Regions from separate parts of the Mus musculus genome. Here region 1 is linked to region 2. Evidence: chromatin contacts called from public promoter capture Hi-C data. All regions are on one chromosome and are shown on one strand. The core of a region is the stretch at or near the end of the contact, and the rest is flanking DNA. Distances in the headings are between cores, read along the strand shown. Region 1 overlaps Pcca (propionyl-Coenzyme A carboxylase, alpha polypeptide). Region 2 holds the start of Gpr183 (G protein-coupled receptor 183).

The links. Promoter capture Hi-C pulls out the DNA fragments that hold promoters and counts their contacts.
Region 1: a promoter capture Hi-C map of pre-B cells shows a contact between it and region 2, with 4 times the contacts expected there. The contact joins the enhancer-like site here to the promoter of Gpr183 in region 2. A contact is called at or near these places in 11 of 39 promoter capture datasets (the 3T3-L1 cell line, the C10 cell line, cranial neural crest and 5 more).

The regions. Positions count from the first base shown.
Region 1 is chr14:122,634,138-122,639,637 of GRCm38.p6, reverse strand. Pcca (propionyl-Coenzyme A carboxylase, alpha polypeptide) reads right to left here. Exons shown (of 24, transcript NM_144844.2): 8 at 1,221-1,257. Among named protein-coding and RNA genes, the nearest start is that of Gm46487, 6.4 kb to the right of the region's middle. Within about 2 kb of position 1,272, at least 18 of the 459 cell types and tissues checked have an H3K27ac peak or open chromatin away from gene starts, as enhancers often do. A contact at or near this core is called in pre-B cells, where this site is marked.
Region 2 is chr14:121,962,549-121,967,585 of GRCm38.p6, reverse strand. It overlaps Gpr183 (G protein-coupled receptor 183), which reads left to right and starts at 2,393. Exons shown (of 2, transcript NM_183031.2): 1 at 2,393-2,533. The region is part of intron 4 of Ubac2 (ubiquitin associated domain containing 2); the gene reads right to left.

The sequences.
Region 1 (5,500 bases), core at 23-2,522, 670 kb before region 2:
CCAATGATTTAACCCACAGACAGCAGCATTATATAACCTACCAAGTCTTACTGTGAAATTAGTACAATAGGGAAAAGCTTCTAAAGATGCTGGCAACGCTGAGGAAGTAATTAATACAGATGTTCTCGACAGATAAAATAGTATCTTATATGTACTGGCCTTATATCCAAGGCAGTTTTTCAAAACAAACAACAAAGAACACTTAATATGACTTAAATGACCAAAACCAAAATAATTTAGCCATACCCAACAGAAGCAGTACACAACAAGCCAATCACAGAAGAGCATGCTGAGGAAGCTGATAGCTCAAGAACACCAGACCAAAGAACTCTATGCTAGCTTGTCTCATTTACAAGAATATCTTAATGTCCATGATCACTTTGGAATATACAAACTTTGCCAAATCAAATGCTCTCCTATCATAGACAAAAATTCTGAGTAACAAACCACACTGAGAAAACAGGACTACTAAAATATTAGTATATGGCTTCCTGAAACAATGTAGCTAGCAGCACAGATTGTTTTAAGATGTTGCTGTAAGCCTGACAGAAAGTGTTGTCTGAGGCCCTTGCCTAGCCACAGCTTTCCATAGGTATACACATGTATTGATCTGACTCAAAATTATAGGTTTCAAAGCTTTGTTCTCTTTTCCTATTTTCTCCATTTAGACACTACAGAAGACAACTGTGTTCATGAGCAAGAGGAATATACTTGAAACTTCATATATATATATATATTCACTTGCTTAGCCTATCCAGCTCTCACCTCCCACTTTCTACTGCATCTTTCTTTCCTAGCAAAGCTATTAAGTTGATATTTTCCATTTTAGAAAAAGGTAAGAACTTGAACAAGCTTGTCAAGGGCACCTTCATTTGAATCCTGTGTGCTGTGTCCTTCACATTACAACAGACCACAGCCGAGTGCTCACACACAACTAAATACAAACTGTGTCCAATCCTCAAGACTCTTCAGACAATTATTCGTTTTAATTAGCTAGTGAGTTCATCTTATAAAAGAACCAAACTAAGATCAAGTGACTACAAGTCCTACTTTAATAAGAGAATATGGTAATTCAACTGATAAATTCTAGAGCCACAAGTAATAGAAACCAAAAACTATTAAAATATTATTTGCTCTATGGGAATTACTTATTACACGTTTGCTCAACCGTATCTGCTGAAAGACACAGAAACACTACCAAAGTTAATTTAAGGACTTACCAATTTCCCTTGCAATTCTGACAGCTTCATCTGCATCCTGTAAAGGCAGGAAATGAGACTCAACATTAATCCCATGAGACATTGCACAATGTCTTTAGGGCAGTCATATATTGCACTACTGTCTCCTCTGATTCATTTAATGTTCAATTTTACAACCTTCTAACCCTTTTCATTCAGAGAAATGTAAAATTAATACCATAAGTGGAATGTAAATTCTCCTTCGTCGTTATTATATTAAGAAACTCAAAGCAGTTTGAAATGAGCTGGCAGGAAACATGACCAGAATTGCCAATGATTCGGTGCAGTTGCTGGGATTTAATGGCAGATTTTAGATGTTTACAATCAATACTGAATTGTAAATCAGATCATTAAAGCTTGTCTGCAGCCCCCTTGTCTATTTACACACTGTGTTTTCCTAGATTCTGTCAGCAGGGGGAGTTGATTGTCTATTGTTTGGGAGGAGCTCTATCAATTTTCTAGAAATAAGTAAATTTCCAGTATCTGTAAGAATTAGCAATTGTTTAAAAAAAAAAGGAAAAAAAAGAAGAAAGAAAGGAAGGGAGGAAAGAAAAAGAAAAAAAAGAAGAAACCTTGTGATTTCCATTATATTTTCTTAACCAATTCTTCAGGTACATATTTTATCTTTACAGTTGTACTAGGCACATAAATTAAAGTTCAGTGAAACTCCGAAGAACAAGGTAAGGACTCCTCCCTGAGGTCCAAGACAGGCCTGCGTTACCGACTCACAAGTGCATCCGTCCCCGCCATTTGTCAGCAGTAACACTTAAAACCGCTTCAACAAACTGCCCCAGCCAAAGCCATTCACCTGATATACACTGTGCAAACTCTATGCACAAATTTTCGACATAATGACAAGAACTCTGAAGCCACTTTCTCAATTCAATTAATTTTTCTAATCCAGTGGCACTATATGCACCACCAGCAATGTTCTAGAACCACCAGTTGATAAATATGCAGGAATTTTTCCACAATTTCAAGGCATTCAAGGGAAGCCTGGCATTTTTAAAGCTCTTAAATTACTACATTTAAAATGAAGAGCAATCACAGTAGACTCCCCAATCCCCAAACTGGGACTAGGGGAAAATAACTGCTTCATTTATGTCCAGTTTTTAGAAAAAGAAAAGAAATTCTTCCTTAAAAGTCTTCAGTACCCAACAGCATCCCTGAATAAGGAGGCTGGAACGGGAAGTTGTCAGAAAAATTTAATTTCCTTTCATTAGCCAGTCTGCTCCACAAATAGGTGCTTGTTAAGTTCAAAGCAATCCTGAAAGCGACACCAGTTTTAAGTCTTTTTTTACTCCAAGCAGTCACATCTGCTAATGAGATTTTCCAAATAACAATTGTTTTCAAGTCAGAGATAAAGCTCTGTCTTGCTCCCTGCCCCAAAATCAAGCTTTACTCGCTTTCTATACCTTGATGCTTGCACCAACCCTGCATCTCCAAATTTTAGTTTAAAAAGATAAAATTTTAAAAAAAATCTATGAAACGGGTCATTTAAGAATGTCATGGCTTCCACACATTGAGTTGGAAGGCTCTTTGTTCCAGCCGGTGACAGTTATTGGAGAATACTTGCCTTTAATAGCCTCTGTCAGGAAGTGTTAAACCTGCCAAATCGAACAATTAGTGCCTCTTGAACAACATACAGGAAGAGTGAGGACTGGTGAGGACCCGGTTATAATCAGCTAGAAGGAAACTTTTAACATTTCATTCAATGTGGAAGGGTGTGTTTGCCAAAGACGTCTCAAAGAAATTCAACTACAACCTACAAAGTCTGGGGCCCAGGGAAGCCAACAGTGCTCAAAATCTACTTCTGGTTGTGACATATTTATGTATCCACATGACACACACACGTTATGCTTTATATGTAAAGAGAATTTGTATTTATCTACAGCAAAACTTCTCAAAATTCCTGATCTCCCACAACACAATGTTAACTTTTGACGAAGGTATAAGTTTTCCTACCATGAAAATGAATTTCTATGACAAAGATTTTTCAGATAAAATCAAATTGCCTTAAAAATTAATTTTTCATTTGTCATTCACTGAGCCAAAAAATTCATTGAGGATCTATTACGTATTAGACATTACAAAACACATATTATTGTTTTTGAAAATAAACTAAACACATGTGACACATCTAGTTTTATTATGGGATACATAAAGATTAAAAACTCTAAATAGCTCCTAAATCAATAGCACTAACATATGGTGCATAGACCCTCCTTATGGGGTTATGGATAGGAAAAAAAACATGTAATAAAGCTTTGGAAAGTCTATTCAGAACAACAGATAATTTAAGTCCAGTAAAAACAAACAAAAAACAAATAAATCTAAAGAGAAATATAAAACACATCCACCCTCAGCTTTCGCCCTAGCAGTAGGCTGACACAGGACATCCCACTCAAGTGTGAACACAGGAACAAGCCTGAGCAGCACTTCACACTTCGGTCAAGACACACACATAGCCTTTGTGCAAATAGCTGCATTTATCAAACATGGAGAGCCTGTGTCCCTTCCTCCACAGCCTTTGGTTGTAGAAAGTTATCCTATGGATGACTCTCTCACATGTATCAACAAAAACTTACAAGGAGTTTGTTATTTTCAATTGTGCTGTTTTGATAAGTAAAACATCTGGAAAACAATTTAATGGGCCTTCAACAAAGGACTAGCATACAGATGGCTCAGTGACTCTACCCATTTAAAAGAATGATGATCCATGTGTTTTAAGACACTAAGCCGATAAATATTTTCTAGCAACAGTGTATACAATCGTGTATACAATCTGGCCTTTTATCCTTCTAGAGTCCTAGCCCATGAAGAGAAACAGAAAGTCAAGTGGACAAGCAAGTCACCTGAGAAGTGATGTGAACACTTCATGGCAACAGCAGAGAATAAGAGGAAACTTGCTTTAGGTAATCGGAAAAGGACCCTCCTGAAGTAAAATTGAAAACCACAGATTAAAAAAGCCGGGTTGGGCTGGAGAGATGGCTCAGTGGTTAAGAGCACTGACTGCTCTTCCATACGTCTTGAATTCAATTCCCAGCAACCACACAGTAGCTCACAGCCATCTGTACTGGGATCCGATGCCCTCTTCTGGTGTGTCTGAAGACAGCTACAGTGTACTCATATACATAAAGTAAATAAATAAATCTTTTTTTAAAAAACTATGCAGCTGGGGCCATGGGTCCCTCCATATGTACTCTTTGGTTGGTAGTTTAGTCATTGGGAGCTCTGAGGGTACTGGTTGGTTCATCTTGTTGTTCCTCCTATGGGGCTGCAAGCTCCTTCAGCTCCTTCAGCTCCTTCAGTCCTTTCTCTAGCTTCTTCATTGGGGACCCTGTTCTCAGTCCAATGGATGGATGTGAGTATCCACCTCTTTATTTGTCAGGAACTGGCAGAGCCTCTCAGGAGAAAGCTATATCAGGCTCCTGTCAGCAAGCACTTGTTGGCATCCACAATACTGTCTGGGTTTGGTGACTGTATGGGATGGATCCTTGGGTGGGGCACTCTCTGGATGGGCTTTCCTTCAGTCTCTGCTCCACACTTTGTCTCTGTATCTCCTCTCATGGGTATTTTGTTCCCCCCTGTAAGAAGAACCAAAGAGTCCATACTTTGGTTTTCCTTCTTCTTGAGCTTCATTTAGTCTGTGAATTGTATCTTGGATATTCTGAGCTTCTGGGCTAATATCTACTTATCAGTGAGTGTATACCATGTGTGTTCTTTTGTGATTGGGTTACCTCACTCAGGATGATATTTTTCAGTTCCATCCATTTGCCTAAGAATTTCATGAAGTCATTGTTTTCAATAGCTGAGTAGTATTCCGGTGTGTAAATGTACCACATTTTCTGTATCCATTCCTCTGTTGAGGGATATCTGGGTTCTTCCCAGCTCCTGGCTATTATAAATAAGGCTGCTATGAACATAGTGGAGCATGTGTCCTTATTACATGTTGGAGCATCTTCTAGGTATATGACCAGGAATGGTATAGCTGGGTCCTCTGTTAGTATTATGTCCAATTTTCTGAGGAACCACCAAACTGATTTCCAGAGTGGTTGTACCAGCTTGCAATCCCACCAACAATGGAGGAGTGTCCCTCTTTCTCCACATGCTCTCCAGCATCTACTGTCACCTGAGTTTTTGATCTTAGCCATTCTGACTGGTGTGAGGTGGAATCTCAGGGTTGTTTTGATTTGCATTTCCCTGATGACTAAGGATGTTGAACATTTTTTCAGGTGCTTTTCAGCCATTCGGCATTCATC
Region 2 (5,037 bases), core at 1,144-3,643:
GAATGATGACTAAACAGGAGACCACAGGTGGGAACAGGGCAAAGGCACACATTTTAAACCAGGACTCTCTGGGTTGTTTTGCTGAAATTTTGTGTTGCTATTTCTATATACGCAAGGCGTCACAAAATACCATAATGTTATTAGTCACTGACCAGTTTTTCCCTTTTCCTTATTTTCTGACAACATCTGTTCTTTACACTGGCAACAATCATTCACAGTGACCTTTTACGCAGAGTCAACAGCTAACTTCTGGGAGCCTCCTTATCTTAAGCAAAGAGCTAGAAGCACACAAGAAAATCAGTCAGTAGATAACTTATTCCTTTAATATCCTTACTAGTTACAGAGTACCTACTATACACTCAAGACCGACCATACTTCAGAGAGCAAACAAAGAAAACACTTCACACAGATGTCTGCCTCACTTCTAGGACACTGGGTTCACTGGTATAGTATGACCACTGCTAAACAACTGTCAACAACAAAACAGGCCTAGCGTTTCCTCTCCCATGCAGCTACAGCAGCATCTGCAGGCTTCTTCATACACTTCTTAGATTATTTCTCATACAAAAGAAAGGGTGAAAGGGTGGACCCACCAGGCCTTTAGTCCTGGTATGCAGGAGGGAGAGGCAGGCGGATCTCTATGAATCCTGGGCCAGCCATCTAAAAAAAAAAAAAAAAAAAAAAAGATGATGGATCCTACTTGCCATAAAACTTGCTTTAAGTAGCTGGGTCTTCCAAAAAGTATCCCACTAGGATGGTCTTGTAACAAACTGGAAATTCCTAGTATGTGCCAATTCCATCTTGCTTATATGCAGTGCTAGGAATATAAGCCAGGGCCTGGCACATGCTAATGCTCTCTGCACTCGGCCACATCCTGAGCCCTCAATGGTGGGTGTATAAGGTGAACTGGTTCTAGGTTATGCCAAGTTTACCTATCAAGTCACAAAGTCTTCGAATCCACATCATAAGGCTGACTTACCTTGGCTCTCACTTGCCTTTATTTTATACATAACCAAGTGGGTGCCCAAGAATCCCACTGACTTGGTGCTTGCTCTTTGGTTTTCCTCTGCAGACCTTCAACAGCACAACTGAAAGGCAATTCTACAGAAGCCTAGGCCAAGAGGACACCCACCTCTGGTAGGCTGCAAGATAGTCACTTGTCACCAAGCCTTTAATCCCTAGAATCCAGGTGGCAGAAGAGGAGAATCTGTCCCTAAAAGTTGTTCTCTGATCTATGTATGCCCTGGCACACATGCTATAAACATATATAGCACATGTGTAAGCACACTAACACATACATGCAAAATAAATAAAATGTGATTTTGAAAAACTTCTAAGGCCTCTGGGGGCATAAAGCTACAGATTCCTATCAAAATGACTCAATTCTCTCTATAGCATCCCTCAAAATCAACCAGTTTACCAAAGCATTCTTGTTTTGTTTTGTTTTTTTTCTTTTAAAGCACATTCCATTTTAAACAAGGGAGAGCTGTCTGCAGGTTTGGCTTGAAAATCTGCTGCAGCCCCCATCCCCTGACCCATCTTCTATTTCCCTGAATAAGGATGGGTGACAGAAGCAGTGTACAGCCCCACTCTGCAGGAAGGTGGGGCTGTAGTCCTGGGAGGCTTAAGCCTCTCTGCTCATGGAATCCCTGTCCCCCAACACCCAGGCGCAGCACAAGTGAGGCCTGTCTTCCAAAAGCAGCACGCACGTATGGCAGGCTAGATCACAGGTGGGCATGGGTGACTGCCACCTCTCTGGCTTGCTCAGAGCACTCTACGCAGTACCTGCTGGGTTCAAGGAGTGAGCTCAAGGCATCATGGGACTAGAACAGGTCTCTCTGGTACTATGTACCTGAGGCTGAACTCTTCAATAACGTGTCTGCCAACTGTCCTAGATCTTTCTGTGCCCACTGCCACTGAGTCAGTCAGTTGTTCTCGACACTGAAAATGTAACTAACTTACACACAAGGAAGGCCTTTCTCCCTCACCACAGACACCCATCTTTGACACAGCTGTTCAGGTTCAGACTCTACACTACACTCCTGATACCACCACGCCTCCAGGCAGACAGCACTATTACACTTGACATTTTTCCTTAACCTAAACTTTATGTAAAATATCAACATAAGGTCACCAGTAACTATACCTATCTCTCTCCCTCCTCCCTCTTTCTGTTTAAAGCTTATTGCTTAAAAAAAAAAAAAAAAACTTTTAAGACTTAAATCCTTATTGAAAAAAATTTAAAAGTTCCATAGATATGAGCATTTCACAAAGTCCAAGGGGCTTTTGAACAGTTTTTAAAAATCAGTATCAGAAAAAAAATCTCACTTCCCATCCCATTTGAAAAAAAAGCACGTAGCATATGTGAGGTTAACTGATCACGGCTATGCTCAGTCACAGGATGACAGGAAAAAGGCACCACCATAAAAGGACGCCTGCTCGATCACTCTTAAAGCAACATGCCCAGCTTAGCTAACTCCATTCTGAGCAAACACGGACTGCCACAACGGAGGTCCTAGCCACCTTCTGATATGTAAGTACCTGACATGATTCTCTTTAAGTTAAGGAATACTTTAAAAACCTAAGTTTCAAAGTAAAATAATGTACTAGATACCAGCTGTAATAACTGTCTGTTTAGATTTCCTTGGGGTCACTGGCAGCTCAATGTAGCTCCCGAGATGGAAGCAATGAATGAAACATTTTATGAATTTCAAAATTCAATTATTTCAGGATTCTTTACTATAAAGAGAAAGGAACAATGGTGCTGAGGCAGAGCATTCCTAAATTTGGATGTAGTTTATATACAATATAACCATTTAACCTAATTTTTAAAAATTCATTGCATTTGACTACCTGGCGTGCATTTATGTACAGGAAAGTAGTTTTGATGATAGACTATCAGCAGCAGACTTCCCGGGGTAAGGGGCTTATTTTCTAAAGCATCAGATATAGAATGGTATTTTCTAGTTTGCAAAAATATTTTATCAATTTATCCTCCCACCAGCAAAGATGTTTGATCAGCCTGGGCTCTCCTGCCTCAGAAGCAAAACCATTCTAAAGACCAACTATTTTAAGTGAAAAATAAAATTTGTTATTTGGTTTCTATTATTAGGTGACCAGTAATGCTAAATGAGCTTCCACATTTATATTCTAAAAATTTTGGAAAAAAAAAAAACCTGTAAAACAAAGATTATATGTGGAGATTTAAAAACTCAATTTCCAGGGTAAGAGCAGAAGTTAAGAGAAATGCCTAACAAAATATAAGCCATAAAGGGACTTCCTTTAAAGAAGGCTGGGGGTCGTAGATGTGGTGGCACTCTCTGTAAGGGTGTCACCCGGAGTGTAGGAGAGTATAATGTTAAGGGAGGGCTTGGACTCAGTCCTAAAACCCAGGCTCCATCATTTAGAACTGCTCAGCCCCATACAAGTTGCTGAAGGTTTCTGGCTGTGGTCGTTTCATTCAGAAAGTGGGGAGAAGTGTTTCTGCCAAGTCCTTCTCTGACTCTCTGAGTAGGTGCCGGCACACTGCATGCCATTCCCACCCTGCCCATCAGCCCACAGAAAGATAAATGTACAAATTATTTTCTTGAGCTTGCCTGAAGATGTCTGCTTTCTGTTACAGTGTATGTAAAGACTTGAGGTGTGCTTTCTAGTATCTCAGAGTGTTTGTCTCTGGGGCTTAATGGTGCTTTGTGAACCTAGAACTGCTAGGGCACACGGTTCCACAAAGCAGCCTTGCTTGCAGGCTTGTACGATACGTGGGTGGCTGTGGTAATAAGTCCTTTTATAAGCTTTTGGCGGGCTTCCTAGAGTTAATTAGTGTTGTTATCAGTCACCTAGCAGAGTAAACTCTGTGACAACTGAGCTCCCTCCAGGACTTCCAAGCATGCATGGCAGACTTTTACTAGAGAACTACTGTAGGTCAGCCTACAGCACTTCTGTGATGTGAAATGTTCATGCAAAGTTCCTAATCCTGACCTGTAGTCACCAAGAAATGAAAGCATTTAAAGGGATACCCTTCTCTTTGTCATAGTAAGAGCTAAGGTTTTGGAGGTGGGCAATGTCCTTCTGTCTGTCCTGGGCTGCTTGTGCTGTCTTCGCCATGGTTACAAGACTAGATCACACATGCAGAACCTTCTGCATGCTGCGGAGGTACAGAGACTCACTCGGTGTTCTGGTAGTCCAGCAAGGGTACAAAGCATATTGTCGGATATCCTAAAAACAGCACAAGGTAAACCAGCAGCATAAAGCTTTGCTGGGCTTCGAATTCTTTTCAGTTGAAATAGCAGTCAAAATATTTTGTTGCTGAAATACTGTTAAAAATAGCAAACTCAGCCAGGCAGTGGTGGCTCATGCCTTTAATCCCAGTATCTGGGAGGCAGAGGCAGGCGGATTTCTGAGTCCGAGGCCAGCCTGGTCTACAGAGTGAGTTCCAGGACAGCCAGGGCTATACAGAGAAACCCTGTCTCAATACGCCCCCACGCCCTTCAAGTAGCAAACCCTTTATAAAATCTTCACTTAGAGAACATGGTGTTACACTCCTTCAGCCCAGGACTTGGGAGGCAGAGGCAGGAAGATCAGGAGCTCAAGACCAGCCGCCACCCATAAGGAGTGAGTTTGAGGCTAGCCAAGAGCACAGGAGACCCTATCTTAAAAATAAAACAAACCCCCAAATACTCAACTCTCCTGGATTCACCTTAAAACATGCTATACATTAATGAGTGCTTCATTTAAGTCCACCTATCTTCCTCTCTTTCTCAGACACAAGCGAGTACGTATATGTCGAAAGTTCTGAAATACCTTCTTGTTTGTACTTGCCTTCCACCCACTTCCATTTATCTCTGTCTTAGAAACAGGAACCAGGGATAATTCGTCCTGTATTGAATGTGATTTTTCTGGTGGCAAAGAGCCGAGTTTAAACTTAGCAGCTACAGCTGTGACTTTAGCCACTGAGGGGCTCCTACCTTGGCTTCAGTGAACGCTCCAAGACAGAGGTCTGACTAGGAGCCATTACTATCTGTCATGCTCGCTGTCTCC